Linked DNA regions of Sus scrofa: regions 2 and 3 are each linked to region 1. A link is a contact called in public Hi-C and HiChIP or PLAC-seq data. All regions are on one chromosome and are shown on one strand. The core of a region is the stretch at or near the end of the contact, and the rest is flanking DNA. Distances in the headings are between cores, read along the strand shown.

The links. Hi-C and Micro-C count contacts between places; a contact is called where the count stands out from the background. HiChIP or PLAC-seq counts read pairs in DNA pulled down with a chosen protein or histone mark.
Region 2: an H3K27ac HiChIP or PLAC-seq map of skeletal muscle shows a contact between it and region 1. The contact joins the enhancer-like site here to the promoter of FGGY in region 1. A contact is called at or near these places in 3 of 5 promoter capture datasets (fetal skeletal muscle and liver), 6 of 47 Hi-C or Micro-C datasets (embryonic fibroblasts, fetal heart ventricle, heart right ventricle and 2 more) and 2 of 2 datasets of contacts at active chromatin or transcription factors (alveolar macrophages and skeletal muscle).
Region 3: a Hi-C map of skeletal muscle shows a contact between it and region 1, with 3 times the contacts expected there. The contact joins the enhancer-like site here to the promoter of FGGY in region 1. A contact is called at or near these places in 1 of 5 promoter capture datasets (liver), 4 of 47 Hi-C or Micro-C datasets (heart right ventricle and skeletal muscle) and 2 of 2 datasets of contacts at active chromatin or transcription factors (alveolar macrophages and skeletal muscle).

What each region holds. Positions count from the first base shown.
Region 1 is chr6:153,211,840-153,214,566 of Sscrofa11.1, forward strand. It overlaps FGGY (FGGY carbohydrate kinase domain-containing protein), which reads right to left and starts at 1,340. Exons shown (of 16, transcript XM_021097811.1): 1 at 1,216-1,340. LOC102165506 (a long non-coding RNA gene) reads left to right here and starts at 1,413. Exons shown (of 4, transcript XR_002345481.1): 1 at 1,413-1,583; 2 at 2,093-2,153.
Region 2 is chr6:152,975,658-152,978,384 of Sscrofa11.1, forward strand. The region is part of intron 7 of FGGY (FGGY carbohydrate kinase domain-containing protein); the gene reads right to left. Among named protein-coding and RNA genes, the nearest start is that of FGGY, 240 kb to the right of the region's middle. Within about 2 kb of position 1,359, at least 11 of the 83 cell types and tissues checked have an H3K27ac peak or open chromatin away from gene starts, as enhancers often do. A contact at or near this core is called in alveolar macrophages, liver and skeletal muscle, where this site is marked.
Region 3 is chr6:153,077,153-153,079,879 of Sscrofa11.1, forward strand. The region is part of intron 5 of FGGY (FGGY carbohydrate kinase domain-containing protein); the gene reads right to left. Among named protein-coding and RNA genes, the nearest start is that of FGGY, 130 kb to the right of the region's middle. Within about 2 kb of position 1,334, at least 12 of the 83 cell types and tissues checked have an H3K27ac peak or open chromatin away from gene starts, as enhancers often do. A contact at or near this core is called in skeletal muscle, where this site is marked.

The DNA.
Region 1 (2,727 bases), core at 90-2,589:
CTTGGAAAAAGGCCCAGTCTCCTCCCAGTAAACTTCTCAGTTTCATCCAGAAAGACACAGATCTCCACTCTCTGGGTTATTCCCTTCTCCCAAAACTTCCAAATCCATCAGGGAGGCTCCCAATCTCCCTCCCCCTCAAAATCAATCTCCAGGCCCTCTCAGCCTCTCTGGTTCCTTAATCATCCTTAACAAGAGTTCGCTGGGCCTCCTCAGCTGGCCCCTCCAAGAGCCAGGCCTGTGGCCACTAGGTCAAAAGCCAAGCACAGGGCCTAATTAACAGGAGACTCCCAGAAGACCAGGAGGCAGTCAGCAGGCTGGAAGACCCAGCTGGCAACTTACAAAGCACAATTTCAGGATAGAAGGTGGATCACAGCAAAGAAGAGAAAAGCAAGCAAAACAAAACAAAGCAAAACTACCGTCTAACAGCCAGGAACTAAGAGAAAGCTTGCCTTCTTTCTTATGGATTCAAAAGCATAATCACTTCCTTCTGATATCACTTTAAAAATTAACCTAAGGATGACTGCTTTCCCAGATCTTGAAAATGACTTGACTCTTTACAAACGAAATTAGTTACAACATGAGAAGTGCTTTAGTGGAAAATAGCCAATGATTAGGGAAATGCCCCATTTTGCATGTTGTTCATCCTTAAAAAAAAAAAGGAAATTAATAAAAATGGAAAGATACCTCTAGGCCTTTCCTATGCAGTTTAACTATAGACAAAGAGCATTACACCATCTAAATTAAACTGCACCTCAAACATAATCACAAGCAGCACTAGCCTTAAAAGGCTTTAGGTGGCCAGCCTGGGATTAAAAGGCTCAAAAATGCCTAGGGAAACATTCTAAAATAAGATGTGGGGGGTGGGGAGAGGTGTGATAAAGATAGGAAATTAACCTAGTTAACTGGACAGTGAGGGCAAAGGACCCCAGGTTTCAGAAAGCTCCTAGGCAGTGTTGAGGGTGCAGTCAAGGCTGACCCTTCTCTTGAGTGGCCTGACGCCTCACCAAGGAGTGGACACTGGGGACTCAACAAGAGCCAAAGCACGACCAGCACTAAGACTTAAGCGGCCAGAGGAGGAAGAGGAGGCGCCGGCTGCGGGAAAAGGGAGGGAGGCTTCGGCCCAGCGCTCTCAGGCTAGAGAACCGGCTCGCTGTGAGCCTGAGCAACCGCTAAAGCCCCTGATGCACACGTGGGACCGAGAGGAGGATCACTTACTTGTCCAATCTGAAATTACATTTTTAGTTAACAGGGCTCTGCAGCTTACCGCACCGAGCCGCACCGCGCCTGGGCTGGGCGGTCCGGGAGGCGGCTGTGGCCCCTCCCCCTGCCCCGCCCCCTAAGGCCGCGGCCCCTGTAAAGCGCGCCCCGATTGGCTCTTTGAACCAGGCCCCGGATTGGTCGGTGCCTGCCCGCCGTCGCCTCGTGCTGTGCTGCGTCGGCTGGGAGCTAGGTCCGCAGCCTCCGCCCGGATCTTCCCGCTTTCCCGGATTTTCAAAGGCCCAAAGTGGCCGCTGCCCTCTCAGTGTCCTGCTCTGGGGGCTCTTCTCCAAGAACTCGCCCACGCAAACTCTCAGCAGCCTCTGGTGGGTGTGTGTGTCCAATGTGTATCATGTTAACTTCTCAACCATATACTGAGTACCCGAACTCTTGCAGACAGGTGTTAAAATAATTAATAATATTTATTGAATGCTTACTTTGTGCCAGGTCTTGCTCCTGATACTTCACGTGAATTTATTCATCTAGTTTTGTGACCCAACCCTCTGAAGAGGTGTCAGGCTTGTAAATCTGCAAAACAGATGGGTCCCAGCCTTCAAGGCAGTTACAAGCTGATGGGTCCCGGACACTCTATCTCACGTAATCTTCACGTCTTTATGTTTCCAGTAAGCTAGGTATCGTTTGTCCCTGTTTTGACGCTCTACAGATGCAGAGCGTCAGACACGTTTTTTAGCTTGTTTTGTGATACACAGTAAAAGGAAAGTAGATTCCAACGTGAGCTGAGCTGAGCCAGATCTTTTAAAAAGGCAGGTTCCTAGGCTGATGGGACTGAGATATGGAAGATAGTTTAACAAATCCAAACTCTTTATTTTCCTAGAAAAGGAGACTGAGGTGCAGTAAAAGGAAGTGGTTTTCAAAGGACACATCGGTTATGAGAGGTAAGCCTAGGTAATAACTGATTTCACTGAACGGGACTCTATGCCATGTGCATGAAAGTCACTCTACTTTCCTCATAACAACCCCAAATGCGTGCTTTTATCCTGGTCTTACAGGTGAGGATTCTGGCTCATTGAGGCCAGGGCCACATGATTAATTGCATCTGCTAGAAGTCCTAGTTTGGGGTTGCCAGAGAAAGAAAGTTTCCTCTATCCTTGTAGGTTTTTCTGGCTGGTCTAAGAATTGAATTGACATGTTGATTCATGTTAAGACATGTTAATGGGAGAAAATCAAATAATGTTTAATAACTTGTATACATAGGAGAAACCTAGAAAAACAGAGTCTCTCCGTAAAACCATCTTCAGCTAAAGACAAAAGAAGGAGGTTAGGGATAGTGGTTTGGGTCTTCAAAGAGGAGGAAGGCAATTCACATAGAGATGGAAAAGCAAATTTTGGTAAACAGATGTTTGTTGAGTCAAGCAGAGATAGTGGGACACGAAGAAGAATTAAAAACAAACAAAAGAAGACCTTAGGTTCCTCCCAGGCTACCACACCTAGTTCATACTGCAGTTATCT
Region 2 (2,727 bases), core at 109-2,608, 240 kb before region 1:
ACTTGTGGTTGCCAAGGGGTTGGGAGAGGGAGTGGGATGGACTGGGAGTTTGGGGTTAGTAGATGCAAACTATTACATTTAGAATGGATCATGGATAAGCAATGGGGTCCTACTGTATAGCACAGGGAACTATATCCAGTATCAGGAGATAGACCATGATAGAAGATAATATGAGAAAAAAAATGACTGGGTCACTATGCTATACAACAGAAATTGACTCAACACTGTAAATCAACTATATCCTAAAAAAAACTTAATTAATAAAAAAATCCTATGTCATTCTATGTTCAAAATAAAATACTCATTTTTTAGATGATCTATATTATGATTTCAATCTACTATGGATAACTGGAAATAATGTAAATAATCTATTTTCTCATGTTGTCTCTCTTTATATTTTCCATTTGCAGTTTCTAGCAAACAGTACTTTCTAGTTCTAGTCAAAATGGGAACAGAAGAAAGTTTAGTGGGAAAATCTGACACTGTCATCGATAAAATGAAGATGGAATATTCAGAGGGATGGGCACAGAAATACTAGAAGGCTCTGGAAGAATATTCAGCAGCTCAGACTGTAGTGAGCCTGGGCAGACTTTGTACACTCTCTACTTCGATTTGAAGAAAGAGAAGAGATAATGGGATGAAGAGACAGGAGCAGAGGCAAAAATCCTCTCACTAAGACAGTGGCCAAGATCAGAGTGGGTATGAGACCCTGAAAAGCAGCATCCTCCAGCCTCAGGCCTGGTGCTGAGATACAGAAGTCGGAGATGGAGAAATGTACTTTCCCATCTAGCTATGCTTCTGCAGTTTGAGTAACAAACATTACAAAGGTGGAGTGCAAAGCCCTGGCAGCAAGTGAGCTATGTCTGAATTTCCAGGGCCTGGGAAAACAAATATCTGCTCCATTCCATTGAAGTGAACTTTTGTTCTAAGATAAAATGAGGTTTTTTTTTTTGTTTTTTTTTTTTTTTTACTGCTTTATCTGTTCCTTTGCAGTATCACCCATTGGTATGACAAATCCTAGCTGCTTGCCCAAAGGCAAATTCTTCAGGTAGAACACTTGACAGTTTTCACACGACAGTCAGTGCCAAGGAAGCTATTTGAATGATAGGTTGATTTTCAGCATCCAATTTCCTCAACTTAGAATTCAAGGCTTTTTACATTTGAGCTTCTGACCTGGAAGAGCTGACACTTGTTGATTGCTCACACAGGTCAGGAAATGGCGCCAGTACAGTACAACCACCAGAGGAGGCGCTGTTGTCATCCCCATTTACAGAAGGGAAATCTGAGACAGCAGTTAAGTAACTTGCTCCTAACAAGTGGCAAAGCTGGGAGTTCAGAATCCACACATGGTACACAGCTCTGATTTCCTGGCCCTCTCTCACTGTTTCCTCATACTTGCACAACAAGTTTGCCATACTGAAAAGACCCATGATGGAGTCAGGCTTTTCCACACTCTTTTCACTTTCCATTCCCGCCTCCTGAAATGCTTGTCCCATTTGCACCTCCTACGTGATGCTTCCCTCACTTGTCCTGGCAGAGCTGGTTGATCCATTCCGTGTGCTCTTGTGACACTTCCCTCACATCTGGGAAAGGCAGTGTGAAGGTTACAATGGGATTTTTCTGATGACAGGTCTGCCTTCTCCACCAGCTGCTAAGCTCCTCCAGAGAAAAGACTGGATCATCTTCAGCCTGGCAGCCCCCATGCCCTACATGGCATCTGAGGCCAAGTATGGGTCTAACACATATTTGCTAATTGAATTATCTGCTACCTTGCTTCTTATACCATAAAATGTTCCCTCTCTTCATTGAGGTCAGTTTCCTCAAATGTCACCACTCTGGATTAAACTTTCCAGAACTCTCTGTACTGGCACTCTCTCACTCCTGGCACTCTCTACTGCTTTACACAGACCTGTTCTTAATAACACTTAGCAGTACCTGATAAACACATAATGATGCATATACAAATACACACATGTACACATATGCCCACACATGCACAAACACACATATCCAAATGTGCATATACATATGCACACACACATATGTATACTGGTATACATACATGTACACAAACACATATGCACAAGCATTCAGCCGTACATGCACATTGCTGAGCATGCCAATAGAGGCACATCTGTGCACACATATGCACAAACACACACATATACACATGCACAGACAGATGTGCACATAAACATATATGTGGATACACAAGCACACATGTGCATGCATACTCTGTATGCATGCATACTGTGTATATAAAAATATTCATGAGTATGTTTCTATGGGAGGTTATGGACACTCCCAACAAGAAGGAAGCTTCATAGGAGCAGGAACTTGTCTCTATTCACCACTATGTCCAAACATCTACAACAATGCCTGGCACATAAAAGGAAAATATCACGTATTTTTTAAAATAAAAGAATGACTTCGCCTTGAACACTTCTATCATTCATAATACACATTCGTTTAGATCCCATCAATCATAGCTAAATATACACGGCACTGCCAGACACTAAAGAGCTTTACAGAATGTCGCTCATTTATTCTTCAAACAACTCTATGAGGTGCGTGCAAGTACTATACCCATTTCAGAGAGGAAAAAAACTGAGGCATGAAGTATCAAGCAACTTCCCAAGGTCACAGAGACAGCAGATGGAACTAGGATTGGTGTTCAAACCAGGATTTGAACTCCTATGTTGTATTACCTCAAGACTTTTCATTTTC
Region 3 (2,727 bases), core at 84-2,583, 130 kb before region 1:
AAGGAGAAGTAGGGACAGCTTCTAGAATGTGCCACTAAAGAGAAAAGGTAGGTGTCTTCTTCATCTTTCATCCCGCTGCCTGGAAGAAGGAGGCTGATAGCCACCTTCGATCATGCAGACAAGTGTATCAATATTAAGGATTGTTCACACACAGAAACCATCTGGTTCTGGGAGGATCTCGTGGAAAGCATTGATCTCTAGACTGTCATGTAAGAAAAAAAGAAGCCATCATCTATGAGCCACAGATAAGATTGTCACCTACTGGAGTTCCCGTCGTGGCTCAGTGGTTAACGAATCCAACTAGGAACCATGAGTCTGCGGGTTTGATCCCTGGCCTTGCTCAGTGGGTTGATGATCCGGCATGGCCGAGAGCTGTGGTGTAGGTCGCAGACTTGGCTTGGATTCTGCGTTGCTGTGGCTCTGGCGTAGGCCAGAGGCTACAGCTCTGATTAGACCCCTAGCCTGGGAACCTCCATGTGCCATAGGATTGGCCCTAGAAAAAGGCCAAAAAAAGAAAAAAAAAAAAAAAAGACTGTCACCTACTAACACAGAAGTATAGGGGTTGACTGGTAAGCCAGCGCAGGAAAGGGCATTACTAGTAGAGGCAAGAGCATATGCAAAAATACAGAGAGCTGAAAGAGAGTAATGGGAGCTCTGTTTTTTGATCCCTTCCACCAGGAAACTGGCAGAGAGTGACCTGGGAGGACCAGGGAGCAGCTAGATCACAGCAGACCTACGCTCCACACAAGAGAGGTGAGGTGAGACTTGAAAACTGCAGACCCGGGATGCTACTGAAGGGTTTCAAAGAAAAGCAATATCAGATCCACAGGCAGAGCCTAAAGTAGAGGAGGAAGGAGTACTGGTTTGGTGAGGTGAGGTAGGGCAGAAGTTGGGGGAAGGATGGTGGGAGCCAAGGAGCCCAGTTAGGAGGGTAAGCTGAGGATGGCAACTACTCCGGAGATAGTTAAGGAACAATATCATAGATTTTGCCCTTCATTTAGGGAATGGTCATGAATATGGAAGGTATGATGTCAAGGTTTGGGGTTGGCAAACTGATGACAGCACCTTGCCTCTGACAGGAAACAGTGAAAGAAAAGCAAAAGTATTTCAGGGAAAAGGAGTGGCGTCTGAGGCGCCTGTGAGCCAGCAAGTAGCAATACCTAAGGATACTGGCTGAGGAGACAGCACATGCAAAAGTACTAAGAGTTGAAAGAGCATAAAGGGATCTCTGTGTTTTGATCCCCTCCACCGGGAGGGTGGCAGAGCAGTACGGAGCTCGGGAGAGCACGCAGGACAGACATTCAGACTGTGAAGCCGGCAGCAGAGAGCGGGTGTTTAAATCATGGGAACACATGACACTTGGCTGTACTCTGACGGGACTGAGGCTTCTGGCCCACTGTATTCAGGTCACCTCCAATAACAAAGTCCATCATCTCCCTTCCATGTGTATTGTGGGCCAGGATACTTTAAACACATACACACACACACACACACACACACACACACACACACACACAGGACAAAAGAGGCACTGAGTTTCAAATTCTCTAAAGGACCCAGGACCTTATCAGAAATGATTCTCTTCAGACCACAGCCCATTCTTGAAGCAGGCCCGACTGCAGCTTTGCCCACAGGGCCTGCGAACCTTATCTGACACCTGCAGAAGCCATTCATGTCTGCAAATATGATATAAAATGTCTCACTGCCCTGGGACTTTGCACCAGAAAGACATGAAACAAATCCCCTTTTAACGCCCACATTCAGGTGGCTTGCACACAAATGTGCCACAGAGAACATCCAGATAGGGCTTTCAAGGCCCTGAGCAATGCTTTGTTTTAAATAGAGGTGGGCGTTGACATAGCTATGAAGGCCCTGTCAGTGGCTACAGTTATCACAGGGCAGAAAACGCCACGTGATTATTTTCTCCCCAATTATGGCTAATTCTCTGCAAGTTAATTCTTGGCTTTTCTGAAACAGGGCCCGAAAATTAGCTCTTCATGTGTCAGACTGCAGATACCGGACCCAGCAGCAGCTCCTGGCCTGCGGTTACTCCTTATTACTGCTTCTTCAAAAGCGAGGAGCGGGGCAGGAAGCAGGGTTTTGACTTAGGCACCATTTAGCCGAGTGGAGAGAAAAATCTCCCTTCCGCTCTGAAACAGGATCGTGCAGCTATAAAATTTATTGGACAAGGGTGTTGGGGGAAAAGAATCAAAGAAAGAACTAGGGGCCGAGCGCGGAGGGGTGTAAGGAAATCTGCACCTGTTGTCACTCACTTATTACCCCCGATCTCTCAGGCAGTTTAGATTTAAACCAGACAGGACTGCGGCCCAGCAGAGCTGATGGGGGCCTTTTTTATCTATTAGTGCAAAGTCAAAAATGTGGGCGAGTGTGTAGGCACACGTGTGTGTGTGTGGGTGTGTGTGCACGGCTGCTGGAAACAAACTGGGAGGGGGCACCCGGAAAAGGCTGTGACTCCTCGTTGTGGGGTGGAGGCACGGGTAGGGCAGCAAGTGTACCAGCCGACAACTTCGGCACAGAAAAGGCCAATCCAGAGCCTAGCTACCATCTGAGGGCTGTAGTTTCAATTCTATTTTGATAAAATCCCCAGAATTAATCGTTCTCATACACGGAAAGCACGAGCACCACATGAATTGAGTTGATGGGAAAGACAGAAAGTTCCCCAAGTGAAAAATCAAGAGGAGAAACTGGTCAAGTAGAAAGTCATAT